2 separate regions of the Mus musculus genome follow, and region 2 is linked to region 1. Evidence: chromatin contacts called from public Micro-C data. All regions are on one chromosome and are shown on one strand. Each heading gives the region's core, a stretch centred on a gene start, on an enhancer-like site or on the middle of the called end of the contact. The rest is flanking DNA. Distances are from core to core; before and after follow the strand shown. Region 1 overlaps Grb2 (growth factor receptor bound protein 2). Region 2 overlaps Myo15b (myosin XVB).

The links. Hi-C and Micro-C count contacts between places; a contact is called where the count stands out from the background.
Region 2: a Micro-C map of the HL-1 cell line shows a contact between it and region 1, with 3 times the contacts expected there. The contact joins two enhancer-like sites. A contact is called at or near these places in 8 of 39 promoter capture datasets (the HPC-7 cell line, cranial neural crest, hematopoietic stem and progenitor cells and 3 more), 1 of 15 datasets of contacts at CTCF or cohesin (the NIH/3T3 cell line), 19 of 484 Hi-C or Micro-C datasets (the Ba/F3 cell line, the HL-1 cell line, the N1E-115 cell line and 12 more), 15 of 115 datasets of contacts at active chromatin or transcription factors (bone marrow-derived dendritic cells, embryonic basal ganglia, embryonic stem cells and 6 more) and 3 of 9 other capture datasets (adipose tissue, embryonic stem cells and liver).

Annotation. Positions count from the first base shown.
Region 1 is chr11:115,639,029-115,645,523 of GRCm38.p6, reverse strand. Grb2 (growth factor receptor bound protein 2) reads left to right here. Exons shown (of 6, transcript NM_008163.4): 6 at 1-1,479. Among named protein-coding and RNA genes, the nearest start is that of Slc25a19, 14 kb to the right of the region's middle. Within about 2 kb of position 4,188, at least 171 of the 459 cell types and tissues checked have an H3K27ac peak or open chromatin away from gene starts, as enhancers often do. A contact at or near this core is called in the HL-1 cell line, pancreatic cancer cells and trophoblast stem cells, where this site is marked.
Region 2 is chr11:115,864,555-115,871,024 of GRCm38.p6, reverse strand. Myo15b (myosin XVB) reads right to left here. Exons shown (of 64, transcript NM_001384233.1): 9 at 6,379-6,470; 10 at 6,231-6,289; 11 at 6,026-6,158; 12 at 4,699-4,794; 13 at 4,349-4,480; 14 at 1,425-1,550. Among named protein-coding and RNA genes, the nearest start is that of Myo15b, 9.9 kb to the right of the region's middle. Within about 2 kb of position 1,909, at least 66 of the 459 cell types and tissues checked have an H3K27ac peak or open chromatin away from gene starts, as enhancers often do. A contact at or near this core is called in the HL-1 cell line, pancreatic cancer cells and trophoblast stem cells, where this site is marked.

The DNA.
Region 1 (6,495 bases), core at 2,939-5,438:
TCCTGTGTCCTTTTTCTCGTTCTTTCTTTCCTGTCCAGTGCATGATGTTTAAGGCCACATATAGTCCAGCTGATGCCAATAATAAAAGACAAGAAACCAAGTGGGCTGGTATTTTCTCTATGCAAAATGTCTGTGGAGATGGATGGACTGAAAGAGCCGGATTCCTCACACACAGGGGCAGCCAGTGCTTCTGGGGCCCTGGTTGGGGTTCACCCGAGATGCCCAGGGGTACCGCCTCCAGCCTCAGGCCTGGAGCATTCCATCAAAGTTGGAATTAGGGGAAGGAGGCCCACTGTCCTCCCCGGTCTCCTGAGAGTCAGACTGCAGGCCCTCCCCTCTCCCACTGCTTCCCTTCAGGTGTTTTGACGTTTTTTTGTTTGTTTGTTTGTTTTTTTTAAATAGTGCCTTTGTCTTATTTCAAGGGTGTTCATAAATGGTATTTGTACCATTTTTTTTTTTAATAAGTTAAAGACAGTCCAGAGCTTTTCAGTTGATTCGTCTCCTATCCTGTGTAAATATTTTCCTCTCAGGGCAGGGGAAAGAGGACAGAGAAAGGAGCTGGTAGAAGCAGAGAGTGTATTTCCCATCTTGAATGGGCCGGAGGTCTCGAAGCCTCAGCTTTTACTTTGTGAGCTGCAACACTCGCTTCAGCTCAGACTCAGTGGACATCAGAGTCTCTGTCTCCGTGTCTCAGTTATGGTCTGCTCTCTCTATGCCTGGAGCTACTGATCCAAACACAAGACGGTCAGAGGAGCCCTGGCATCCTTCACTCTTATAGGCCTACATGCAGATGGGCTTGAAGAGAATTGGCCTTTCATTTTTCACGCTCGTATTTCCCCACCTGTCCAAGGGTGCAGATAGCAGGATTGTGGGGTCGGCCGCATCTCTCTTGGCAGTGGGTTGTGCTGCCCCTCCCCCCACCCCACCCCTCCATCCCACAAAGCCTTTCGAGGTAGGAGAGACCAAGACCAGTGCACAGCTTTTTAACTCTTGTCTTCTGTGAGTTTTCCGTCCTCTGTAGTCACGTGCCTGCACACCGTTCTCTCCACCCTGCCTCCTTCCCACAGCAGAAGCAGGGCTCCACCCAGGCCTTCCCTTGGAGTCGGTGCATCCATGGGCTGCTAGACTCTTGCGGGTAGAGTCTCCCCTGGACTTAGCATTGTGAGATGGACTCAGCTCAGGGCGCCCCTAAGGCTCGGAGGCGGCCTTCTGGGTCCCCACCTCTCCTGGTTCCGCTGCTGCTCTCCCTGCTGATGATAAAGTAATCTCTGGAGTCACACCTGGGCCATGTGATTGTTTTATTTTGGAATTGGTGTATATCATGAAGCCTTGCTGAACTAAGTTTTGTGTGTATATATTTAAAGATCAGTGTTTAAATAAAAAAAAAAAAAAAACCAACTATGTACTTACTCTGACTTCTGCGGACAGCAATTTGGTAGGTAGTGATTAACTGTGAATAAACGTACAATGAGTTCTTAACTGTGTGTCTTCATTTCTCCCTGATGGTGTTTTCAGTTTATTTTTTTATTTATTTATTTTTTTCAAGGCAGGGTTTCTCTGTGTAGCCCTGGCTGTCCCAGAACTCACTCTGTAGACCAGGGTAACCTTGAACTCAGAAATCCGCCCATCTCAGCCTCCCAAGTGCTGGGATCACTGCCCGTCCTGATTTTATTTTATAGATGGGGTCTCACTATGTTGCCCTGGCTGGCCTCAAATTCGCAGAGATTCTCCTGCCTCTGCTCCCAAATGTTGAAAGTAAAGGCTTAGAGTATGTTAACTCTGGCCGGCATCTCCAGACCCTGTGAACCTAGGACGAGTGATGTAGCTCATTATGTGGAAAATGGTTTAGACAAGAACTCAGAAGAACCCAGAGCTGGGCTGGAAAGCTCCTCTTCCCTTCCGAGCTGAGGGTGTGGAAAGGCTAATCTCTGAGGAAGTCGGTGAGGCAGCTACATGACACAGCCGTGACAGTGGTCTTTTGGGTGAGACAAAGTTGGTAACCACACGGTGCTGGCTATGACGCGGTAAGGGTTGAGGCTTGAACAAAAGAGGATTCTGCCGAGCAAACCACCTGAACTGGTGGCTAGGAGGCTCCCGGGTGCCACCTGCTCCTCCCCGTTGCGGTGATGTGCATGTGAGAGGGAGCTGTGCTTGTCTGGGCCAGCTGAGCAGAGAGCTTGGGCTGACTTTGAACTCCCTTTGTGTCAGTTTAACCCCTTCCTGATTGGGGGGGGGGGTGTCATTTTTTCCCCAGTGCTGAGAACCCAGTGTTTTACACTTGCTAACAAGCACACTCTCCTTGAGCCCCCTCTTTGTTCTTCAGGTGATCACAGTGTGTGTCCTGCCCCTCCCCTGGGTCAGATTCCTGGTGAGTTATCCAGGCTGTGTATGTGTGCCCAGGGCCAGCTCAAATGTGTCTCATGATAAAGGCTAGGCTATGCAAAACCTTGAGGATACCACTAGCCAACCTGGCCCATCATAGTGGCCCTGCTGCTCCCTCCTGGTCCCAAGACTTCATCGAGCACCAGGAGCCAGGTGCAGAGTGAGATCGGAAATGCTAGGATGGACAGCTACATTGGTTTAGGTCATCTGACAGCACCAGCCAGCTGTCTCCTCTTGACACCATTCCTGGGCCTGCTTATGGGCTAGATGGCCTTCAGACCCAATGTTTTTTTTTTTTTTTGTTTTTTGTTTTTAAAGGTTGATTTGTTTATGTATATGAGTACACTGTCACTGTCTTCAGACACACCAGAAGAGGGCATCAGATGGCTGTGAGCCACCATGTGGTTGCTGGGAATTGAACTCAGAACCTCTGGAAGAGCAGTCAGTGCTCTTAACCGCTGAGCCATCTCTCCAGCCCTGGATCTGTTTTTTTGTTTATTTGGTTTTGTTTTCAAAATTTTGGAGATTCTTAAACATTTTTTATTTTATGTGTATGAGTGTTTAAATATATGTCTGTGTACTATGTGAGTATGGTGCCCTACAGGATCAGACCTAAAACTGGAGTTACAGAAGGTTGTAAGCTGCCATGCAGGTCCTGGGAACTGCCTCCACCTCCTAAGAGCCAAGACCATGTTCACGGCCTATACCATGAAGCCCAGTGTGGAGTTCTGGGGTCTCTTCAGCCTCTCTGTGGTAGTTACCATCACAAACCTAAGCAAAACAGGGAATGGCTGTTCACACCTGTAACCCAGCACTCCAGAGGCTGAGGCAGGAGGATCAGGTTGCATCCCAGGTCCCTCTGGGCTACAGAACTGAGAGCTCCATTGTCTGTGACAAAGTTTAAGGGAGGAGGACATTGTTGATGGTTGACATGACAGTCCCATGTGCTGATGACTCTGAGTACTGGGGTTTGGCCAGCCCACTTAAAATTAATTAAACCCAGTCGAGTTGGCCGAGCAGCAGGTAGAAGGGACTTGCTACCAAACCCTCAGAGCCATCTGATGGAAGGTGGGAATGTTGGCCTCTGACTTTTATACACTATGACACTGTGTGTGTGTGCGCGTGTGCGTGTGACTGCCAGGCATGACACACCTTGGAGCACAGTACTCTGGAGAAAAGGCAGATGGGATCTCTGAGTTCAAGTCCAGCCTGCTCCCTGTTATCCATCTCCAGGCCAGGCAGAGCTACACAGTGAGACCTTGTCTATTAAGTACAGGCTGGAGGAGCTAAGAGAGATGGTACTTGCTGATAATCCCAGTACTGAATAAGATGGAGACTTCTAGGCCAACCTGAGCTACATGGTAAGACCAGGGTTCCTAGACCAGCCCTGGCTACATGAAGAGACAAGATCTAGAGAGCCAATTTACAAGGCATACTGTACTCTGTTCGAATAGAGACCACTGAGAGCAGATCCAGCAACAGTCTTTTCAGCACACCTGGCATGGGGCCTAAAAGGCACCGTGCTCTCGGTCTGAGTCAGCACTCCCCTGTCTGCCTCTGCTTCCCTTCTCTGTGCTGCCCAAGGCTTGAGGATGTACATCAGCCTCTCCCATCTCCTCGGGGCATCTTCAGGACCCCTGGTGACAGTGTCCTCCATAGGGGTCATGGCCTCTTCTGCTCTGGATCAAGGGGACTTCCCCCATGAGGAACTGGCTGAGGAGAGCCACGTTTATGCCTCACAAATGAGCAGCCTCCTCCACTCCTGCGCTGCAGACGTCACTGAGTCATCCCGAGCCTGGAAATCACCACATTCGGGTCTTCGACTGCACCGCCAGGGAGGTGTTCCTCTGCCTAGATGCTTAAACCTCGGTGTGAGCCACGAGCTGGGTGAATTCAGACAGGAAGTGGGGTATGCAAATGGGGTAAGGATGGGTGGTTAGGGAAGATAGCATCAGGTTGATCTGTTGGTATAGTTCTTTGGACAGTTATTAATAGGTGGAGCTGGAGGTGTAACTGTTGAAGCACATGCTTAGTGTAGGCAAAGCCCTGAGTCCCATGCCTAGTGTCAGACAACAGACCCACGGGGCAGGTGGGGCAGGAGCAGGGCTGGTGGGGGTGTGCAGGAGAAATAGCTGAATGCCGTGGGCCAGCTCAGAAGTGACCTGAGCTGCCCTCTGCAGGGCAGACAGCCTAGCTGGGACAGTGAAGCTGTGATCCCAGATGCCCTATCCTTTGCGCACCAGAGGCCTCCTCTGTCCTGAGAAGTGATATCAAGTTGGAAGCTGAGTTCTAGAACACCGGCTTACAACAGTTCACAGAAGGAAGTTAGGGAAGCCCACAAGAGGCCAAAGGTGGCATTAGCTTAGGACGGGGGGGGGGGGGGGGGGGGGGGGGGGGAGGGAGGGAGGGAGGGAGGGAGGGTGGCCTGCCTGTCTCCTGGCCCAGTTGTCTCTCTTGGGTGGTCAGGCTGGACTGTAGGTACACGTGGCCTCATGGGTTCTGAGCGGCAATGTCTTAGGGTGCTGGTTGTCCCCCAATGTGTTGGGGGGAATGCCAGCCATGTGACACTACTCTGTCTCTTTTGCTTGTGACTGAATTCACAAGCTATGGTGGAGAGGCAGCACAAGATAGACTACCTCTAGCCCATTCCATTAGCCCCTTCAGTCAGTCAGTGCCTTTTTTGTGAAAGCAGCTACCTTGTCCTAACTGTCCAGGGGCCATAGTGAGGAAAAGGTAGGAGAAGCCTGAGAGGTTCCTTCACTAACAGACGCTAAGCCAAGTGTCAAGGCTAGAGAGGGCTCAGTAGCAAAGAGCATCCATTGCTCTTGCAAAGACTCAGGTTCGAATCCCAGCACATGGTGGCTCACAACCACCAGTAAGTCTGATTCCAGAGGATCCAATGCCCTCTCTGATCTCTGCAGGCACTAGGCACACAAGAGATGCACAGATGTACAGGCATCAGGTGTTCAAGACCAGCTTCATCTTCATAAGGAGTCTGAGGCCAGCCTAGGCTACCTGAGACTCTATCTCAAGCAAGAAAAAGGAAGCCGGGCAGTGGTGGCACACGCCTTTAATCCCAGCACTTGGGAGGCAGAGGCAGGCAGATTTCTGAGTTCAAGGCCAGCCTAGTGTACAGAATGGGTTCCAGGACAGCCAGGGCTACACAGAGAATCCCTGTCTTGGAAAAAAAAAAAAAAAGGAAGCTGGAGGTGCCGAGCCAGGGCTGAGGATAGTAGCTTAGTGGGAGCACAGTTAACCAGCATGTTTAATGTTTAGGGCCATTGGTCTAAAAATAACATCAAAACCAAACTCTGTAAGTGTGGTGGTTTATGCCTACAATCCAGGAAGCTGAGGCAGAAGGATTGATCATTTAAAGCCAGGCCAAGTTACAGTGGGAGGTCTTGCCTCAAGATGAGGGGTGGTAGTGTCAGCACCTTGGCTCTGTACGCGCACGCTGGGTAGCTGTAGCTTACATGCCATAAAATGAAGCCATCTTGGCATTTAGTCAGCACCTAGACCAGTTTTCCCTCCACCACCCACTGCCAAGTCCTTCTGAAGCCTAGATTTCAGCAGCCTCCCCTGTCTCCTCAGATCCTGCCTCCTCTGCCTCTGTCCTTCCTCAGGGACTCTCAGGCTCCTTCCGCCTGATCATCTACTGATCCCTAATCTGTTAGGAAACCTAACTCTGCAAAGAGCATCCGAGAACCCTACCCCATCAGACTCCAGGGAACTGTGCTCCCCTGCAGCCTCCAGGCCCCAGGATGTGTGCCTCAGCCCTCCCAGCTGTGTGTGTCTCTGTCAGCTTCAGAACTGCAGCCCTCTGTCCTCTTGCTCCCAGAGCCCTTTGCCCTGCATCAGCAGCTGGCTGTCTTCATCTCCAGCTAGGAGCAGTAGCAAGGGAGTCACCCCCAGGCTCAGCGGGGCCCAAGGCAGGTTGCTTCCTGGTTCCTGGATTCGTGCTGGGTCTGTAGCCTTGAATGTGTGACTCTCCTAAGGCTCAGGAAGAGGAACTTAGAGTCATAAAAGGACTGAGGGTGGTTGACAAGGTCACACAGAATAAGTCCTGTGATGTGACTGGCCAGAAATGGGTTCATTTCTGCTGGTGCCTGAATG
Region 2 (6,470 bases), core at 660-3,159, 230 kb before region 1:
CATGCCTTTCTCCACAGAAAACTCAGGATGGTTTGCCTCTCTCTTTTCTTTCTTTCTTTAAGACAGGGTTTCTCTGTATAGCCCTGGCTGTCCTAGAGCTCCCTCTGTAGACCAAGCTGGCCTTGAACTCAGAGACTAGCCTGCTTCTGCTGGAATTAAAGGCGTGGACACTTGACTGTTTCTTCATTTGTAATCAAAACCCAATCTCAGGGACAGGACTGTGGCACAGCTGGAGGAGCCTGGGCCTACCGTGCCCAAGGCCCAGGTTCTGAGTCCCAGCACTAACCCTAACCCGAGTTCAGCCTAACCCTGAACGGGGCACGGGTGTTACACACAGGTGCTACACACAGGTGTTACACACAGGTGCTACACACAGGTGCTACACACAGGTGTTACACACAGGTGCTACACACAGGTGCTACACACAGGTGTTACACACCTGCAGTCCCACTGCTTGGGGTCGGGGGACGGGGGCAAAAGGATCAGAAATGTGAGGTCATCCCTGGCCACAAAGAAAATTAAAGACTGGATGAGCCAAAATGAGACCCTGTCTCAAAACCTAAAACAAGAGCTAGGGGCGTGGCTCAAGTCTTTAATTGGAGCAAGTTGGGAGGCAGAGACAGGAGGATCTCTGAGTTTGAGACCAGGCAGTAGTGAGATCCAGGACAGCCAGGGATACACAGAGAAACTCTGTCTCAAAAACAAACAAGCAAGCAAACTATAAAACACCAAGGCATAATTTTTAAAAAGATGATGACGACTTGGGGCTGCAGAGGTGGCTCCACAGTTGAGCACTGGCCGCTCTTTTCGAGGATCTGGGTTCGATTCCCAGCACCCACATAGCACATCCCATCCTACACTCACCCCAGCCCCAGAGAATCTGATGCTCTCTGATGGCATCTGAGGGCACCCGGCACACTCATGATGCACAGACTCATGCAGGCAAAACTCTCCTACCCAAAGAGTTTTTAAAACGGGGAGGGACAGATGAGATGTTAAGGGACAGATGAGATGGCTCAGTGGTTAAGAGAGCAAACTGCACAGTAAAATGGGCCAGTAAGACACCTGCTGCTGAGTCTGAGGACCCAAGTTCAAGCCCAGCTAGTCACACCATGGAAGAAGAAAACCAACCCCCAGAAGTTGTCCTCTGACCTCCACATATATACACACACGCACCCTTCCCCCACCTCATTAACTAAAAACAAATGTAAAAAAAAAAAAATCCAGCATGGATGGGAGGGGCTCTCAAGGCCCCATCCTTAGCTAAGGAGCTATTAAAAAATAACACTCAGAAGTGGGTGTGGCCTGAGGCTCTCATGGAGATACGGTGCCACTTCTGGTAGGTGACTCAGCTTGGGAGGGGCAGACACTACGATGACACGGCCTTGATGATTCACCTGCATTCTTTGTCTGAGGGCAGATACCTGGTAGGTGACAGTCCCAGCGTAGTGCCGCACCGTGAAGATTGGCAGGGGCAGCTGAGGCTTGGCGTAGCTGGGGTGGTCACCATGGTGATAGTGGCACTTCTGGAGGAAGGTGTGGTCTGTGGCCTGGTAAGGAAGGAGCCACACTTTCTCAGGTCCTGTACACACTTACTGTTCCCTGAATTCACCCCGTTCCTTCCTGAAGACCGCAGCCCCACACAACCTAGACATGGGGACATTTGTCTCCCCAGATCTCTTCCTCAGACTGAGGGAGTCAGCTTGGCCTGCAGCAGAATCCCTACAGTGTGTTCCCTTCATCCTTTTGAACAGCCAGGTCCTATTTGAGAAGGTCAGGGTCACCTCAGGCCCAGGAGCCACCTCCACCAAGCCCTAGATGTGATATTTCTGAGGAAGTCTGAAGGAGTTAAAGAAGACATAGTTGGAGGCTTTGAGACAGAGGTCAAAACTGTTCCAGCCACACCCTCTCCACAAGCTGTCACAGGTCACTTTAACCTAAGGGGTGGGAAAAAACACTGGCTGTAGCCAGGCGTGGTGGTGCACGCCTTTAATCCCAGCACTTGGGAGGCAGAGGCAGTCGGATTTCTGAGTTCGAGGCCAGCCTGGCCTACAGAGTGAATTCCAGGACAGCCAGGGCTACACAGAGAAACCCTGTCTCGGAAACAAACAAACAAACAAACAAACACTGGCTATTCTGCTAGAGTATCCAGGTTCAGTTCCCAGTCCTTACATGGATGGTGGTTCCCAGTTGTAACTCCAGTCCCAGGGGATCCAATGCCCTTTTCTGGCCTCCCCAGGACCACACATGTTACTCAGACAAATGCAAAAAATCAAAACACCCATATTCGTAAAACAGATTTAAAAAAAAAAATGTGAATCAAGGACTTGAGAAACACCTGTGAGGGGTTTCTCTTATTTGGTTTTGGGGACAGTTCCCTATGATGACCAGGCTGGCTTTGAATTCACACTGATCCCCCTGTCTCTGCACCCAGAACGCTGGGGATTAAAGGCTGGATTAAAGATACCGGGCACCACCATTCCTGGCTGGCTTGAGATACAGTCCCTTTTGGCCGGGCTAGCCTCCAACTCCATATGTAGCTGAGGATGGCCCTCCTCACCTCTACCTCTAGACTGCTGGGACCACGGGTGCACACCCTCTGTCACAATCCCTCCTCAGGGGAAGAGCGGCAATGGCCGCGTCCCAGTGTATGCTCCTGTCTTACCACAGATGCATGGATGAAGCCCTCTCCCCTGGTCTTCCCTGGCCTGCAAATGTTACTTATTCCCCAGGCCACGTGCCGTGAGGGCCAAGATCTTGTGACCCACTCCACTCCTCTGTGGGGGAATGTAAACAATCCACAGTCCACCTGGGGATGAGCTTTTGCAAGGAGGCACAGCTGAACCCCCAAAACTTCATGCTTTGGCTTGGGTTGTTCTGTAGAACAGCATTACCACACCTGATTTTATACCGTGCTGGGGATCGAACCTAGGGCTCTGTGCCCGCTAGGCAAGCCCTCCTCCTCCTGAGCCATATCACCATCCCAGGGTCACTTTATTTTTGGTGTCTACCCTGCAACCTCGGTTCCCATGTAAAGTCTGGGTCCTATACATGTTCCTGTGACTCCACAAAGCTGTCCACCAGGCATCTGGGATTCTTATTTATTTATTTTGGAAAATGGGGTTTCATATACCAGATTAGTCTGGGATGTACTGCCTAGCTCAGCCTGGTCTGTCTGTCCTTCCTTCCTTCCTTCCTTCCTTCCTTCCTTCCTTCCTTTCCTTGTTGTTTTGAGAAAGGGTCTCTCTGTGTATATACTAGAACTTGCTCTATAGACCAGGCTGGCCTTGACATCTCAGAGATCCTCCTGTCTCTGCTTCCCAAATGCTAGGACTAAAGGCGTGTGCCACCATGCCTAGCCTAAGTTTTTTTTTATAAATTAGTTACTTTTTAGATTTATTTCCTTTTTAATGTGTGCATGTGCTTTGCCTGCATGTCTGTATTTGCCCCACATGTGTAGCTGATGGTCACGGAAGTCAGAAGAGGTCATCAGATCTCCTGAAACTGGAGTTATAGTAATGGTTGTGAGACACCATGTGGATGCTGAGATTTGAACCTGGGTCCTCTGCTCTTACCCTCTAAGCCATCTCTCCAGCCCTTGCCATTTCTTTCCCACTCTCCTGGGCTCGAGGAAGGAAAGAACTTAATCTTTTGTCTCGGACCTTTCCCTTCAGAATGGTCCCCACACACAAATCCATCCCTCAGTGCCAGTACGCCTCAGGTAGAGCTGGAGCTCTCAGACAGGCCCAGCCGCTGGCAGCTCGGTCTAAAGTAGAGGAGAGGTAAAGCCGCACCAATGGCACCTGACAATCAACACTGTCTGCTCTCTCCAGGAGTTCAAATAGAAAGAGGCAGGCGCTGATGTGTAACAGGGGATGTTTACACATGACAGCCACTTGCCAATCAATCCAAGAAGCATTTGTAGTGTGCTGCTGGCAGGGCATGCCTGTAATCCCAGCACTTGGGATGTGAAGGCACAAGGATCAGGAGTTCAAGGCCAGCCTAGACTACATATGTAACTTCCTGTCTCAGCAGCAGCAGCAGAGGAGGAGGAGCTTATGACCATCCTAACCCCAGTTCCAGAGGATCTGACATCCTCTTCTGATTTCCACGGTACCTCGCATGCACATGGCACACACACATACATATAGGCAAAACACCTGGACACATAAAATGAAATGTTTTTTAAGTGCTCTTCCCCTCCAATGCCTCTTCCCAGACTGTGCAGAACGCCATGTCTCTGACCCTATAGCCTGCTTGTCTCCCAGGAAGCCCTGCTCTCTTTATCCTGGCTACCTAGGTCCCCCATTCCTTATACCTGACCCTGAGTGTCACTGACTGCTCTTACCTGGGATAGCCAGGTCTGGGTGTCCAGGATGTTTAGAAGGCTATGGGGCTGGCCCACCAGGAGATCCAGGCAGGACTGCCTTGGAGGCTGGGGAATGGGCACCCACTTTAGCAGCTCCTGCTGGCACACCTCCTAGGAACAAGCAGTATTTGGTAACTAACAGCCCACATTTGTTGGGGCTGGGCAAGATCACAGAGCTGCACAGGAGAGTATCCTCCTGTATATATATGTAAAGGGAGGTTAAGGATGAAGTCCTTCCCGTCCACCATGGAAAGGGGGCTTTGGGGGGGGTCTTCCTGTGGTTACTTCAGCCTCTGTGTCACCTGCAACGTCTGAGCTCAGCTCCATACCTCCTCCTGGGCCAGCAGCTTCTGGCTGGAGAAGAGCTGCAGGCGCTCGCTGGCCAGATTGCTGCATAGCTGCTCTAAGCCATTCACCCGCAGTGCCTAGGGCAAGTGAACAAGAAAGGGGATCTGCACAGGAGGTGGGGGCCAGGCAAATAGGGCTGCCCCTCCCTTCCCCCCAGGACTCTCAAAGGATGATACCCCAGAGCTGAGGCTCCAGCCAAGAGGGACAAGTCAAAAGGAGTGCAGCCTATAGGCCATCGTGGATCTTAGCCATGCATCAGTCCTCCCTCCAGCTCCTTGCAGCCCTGCCCTCTGCTCCAATTATGAGCCTTTCGAGCTCTGATCACATCCATCCGGAGAGGGTCTGCAGGCACCCTTGATGGCACTCAGAATCCCATAGTCTCATGTTGCTGCCACCTCCAGGAAGCCTGCCAGCCTGCCTGCCTCTGGTGCCTCAGCACACAACCACAGGCCAGAAGACGTTAACATAGCTGTGCACACCCACAAAGGCACACCAGCACAGACCTGCATACAGCCCTTCCCTTCCAGAGCAAAGTAGTTGTTAATTTAAGCACACTCTAAGAAAGGCAGGACCCATGGGGGCAGTGATCAGTGCCCATCCAGGAACTGGGGGGTGGGGTGGGGGATATCCATGCTCAATTATTGTTAACGCTTCCCACAAAAGGGGGTAACACTTAGGAAAGGGGTGCACAGCTGTGACAGTTCTGGAAGATTTGAGAGCCCCCCCCTTCCTTCCTCCTTGTTATGTGGGAGGTGACAAACCCAGTCCAGGGTGGTGGCCATGTGTGTCTATAAAGCCAAGCAGGACAGAACTCTCAGAAGCAATGTCCCTGTAGAGGAGCAAGGCCTGCTGACACTGCCTACTGCACTGCTGGGGACACTGACCTCAGAAGGATTAATTAGCTGTGTAGGGTCACACAGCCAGCAAGGGACAGGATAAAGCAGATAGCGCTGGACTTGTGGTGGGCTCTAGCCCCTCCCAGAGGGAACCCAGGAGGGCTTCCAGGCTCAGCTGGTAAAGGCGCATGCATTGGAGTCCTTCTCTCCCTGCCCCCCCTCCTCCCAGGAGCATGCAGATGGAGTCAAGCAGACAGAGAGCCCCAGGATTCCCTGCCAGCCTTAACCAGACTCGAAAGACCCAAGACACAGGACCTGTTTCCTTTCCATCCCTACCCAGGGACACCTGACCAAGATTCCACTCAGTAGCCCCAGAAGGAGCCAGCAGAGACACAGGTCGGACAGGCAAGAGCGTAGGGAGGAGCTGGAATGAGATGGGCCTGCCTTGCCCCTCCCCCTCTCAAGGGGTGACCTCAAAGCCAAAGGCATCCACAACTGCAATGGTGGCCACACTGTCTGCCTCTCTCGGTGGGGACAGCCGTGCATTGATGTGCTTCAGAAGCCAGGTGAAGAGCCTTGTGTACAGGGTCTTGGCCAGGGCATCCCTGTGGGCACCATAAGTGAGCCTTGCCCGAGGAGCAACACACCTGGCTCCACTCTCCAATCCCCAAGGTTACCTGGCATCAATGGCACCTTCCACTGGCAGAGGTCTGGAGACCGGGCCGTAGGGTGTGTCCTGGAGACCAGAGAAATTCTCAGTATCAAGTCCATACTCCTGGTGCTCCAGGTTGCTCCTCCCACCTTCCCAGCACCCTCTGGGCTCACCATGACCCTCTTGGTGACTGCTCCCTCTAGGCGCTCTGGTGGTACCTGTAGCAGTCGGGCTGCCAGGTGGATTTCAGCCCAGCTGGACACAG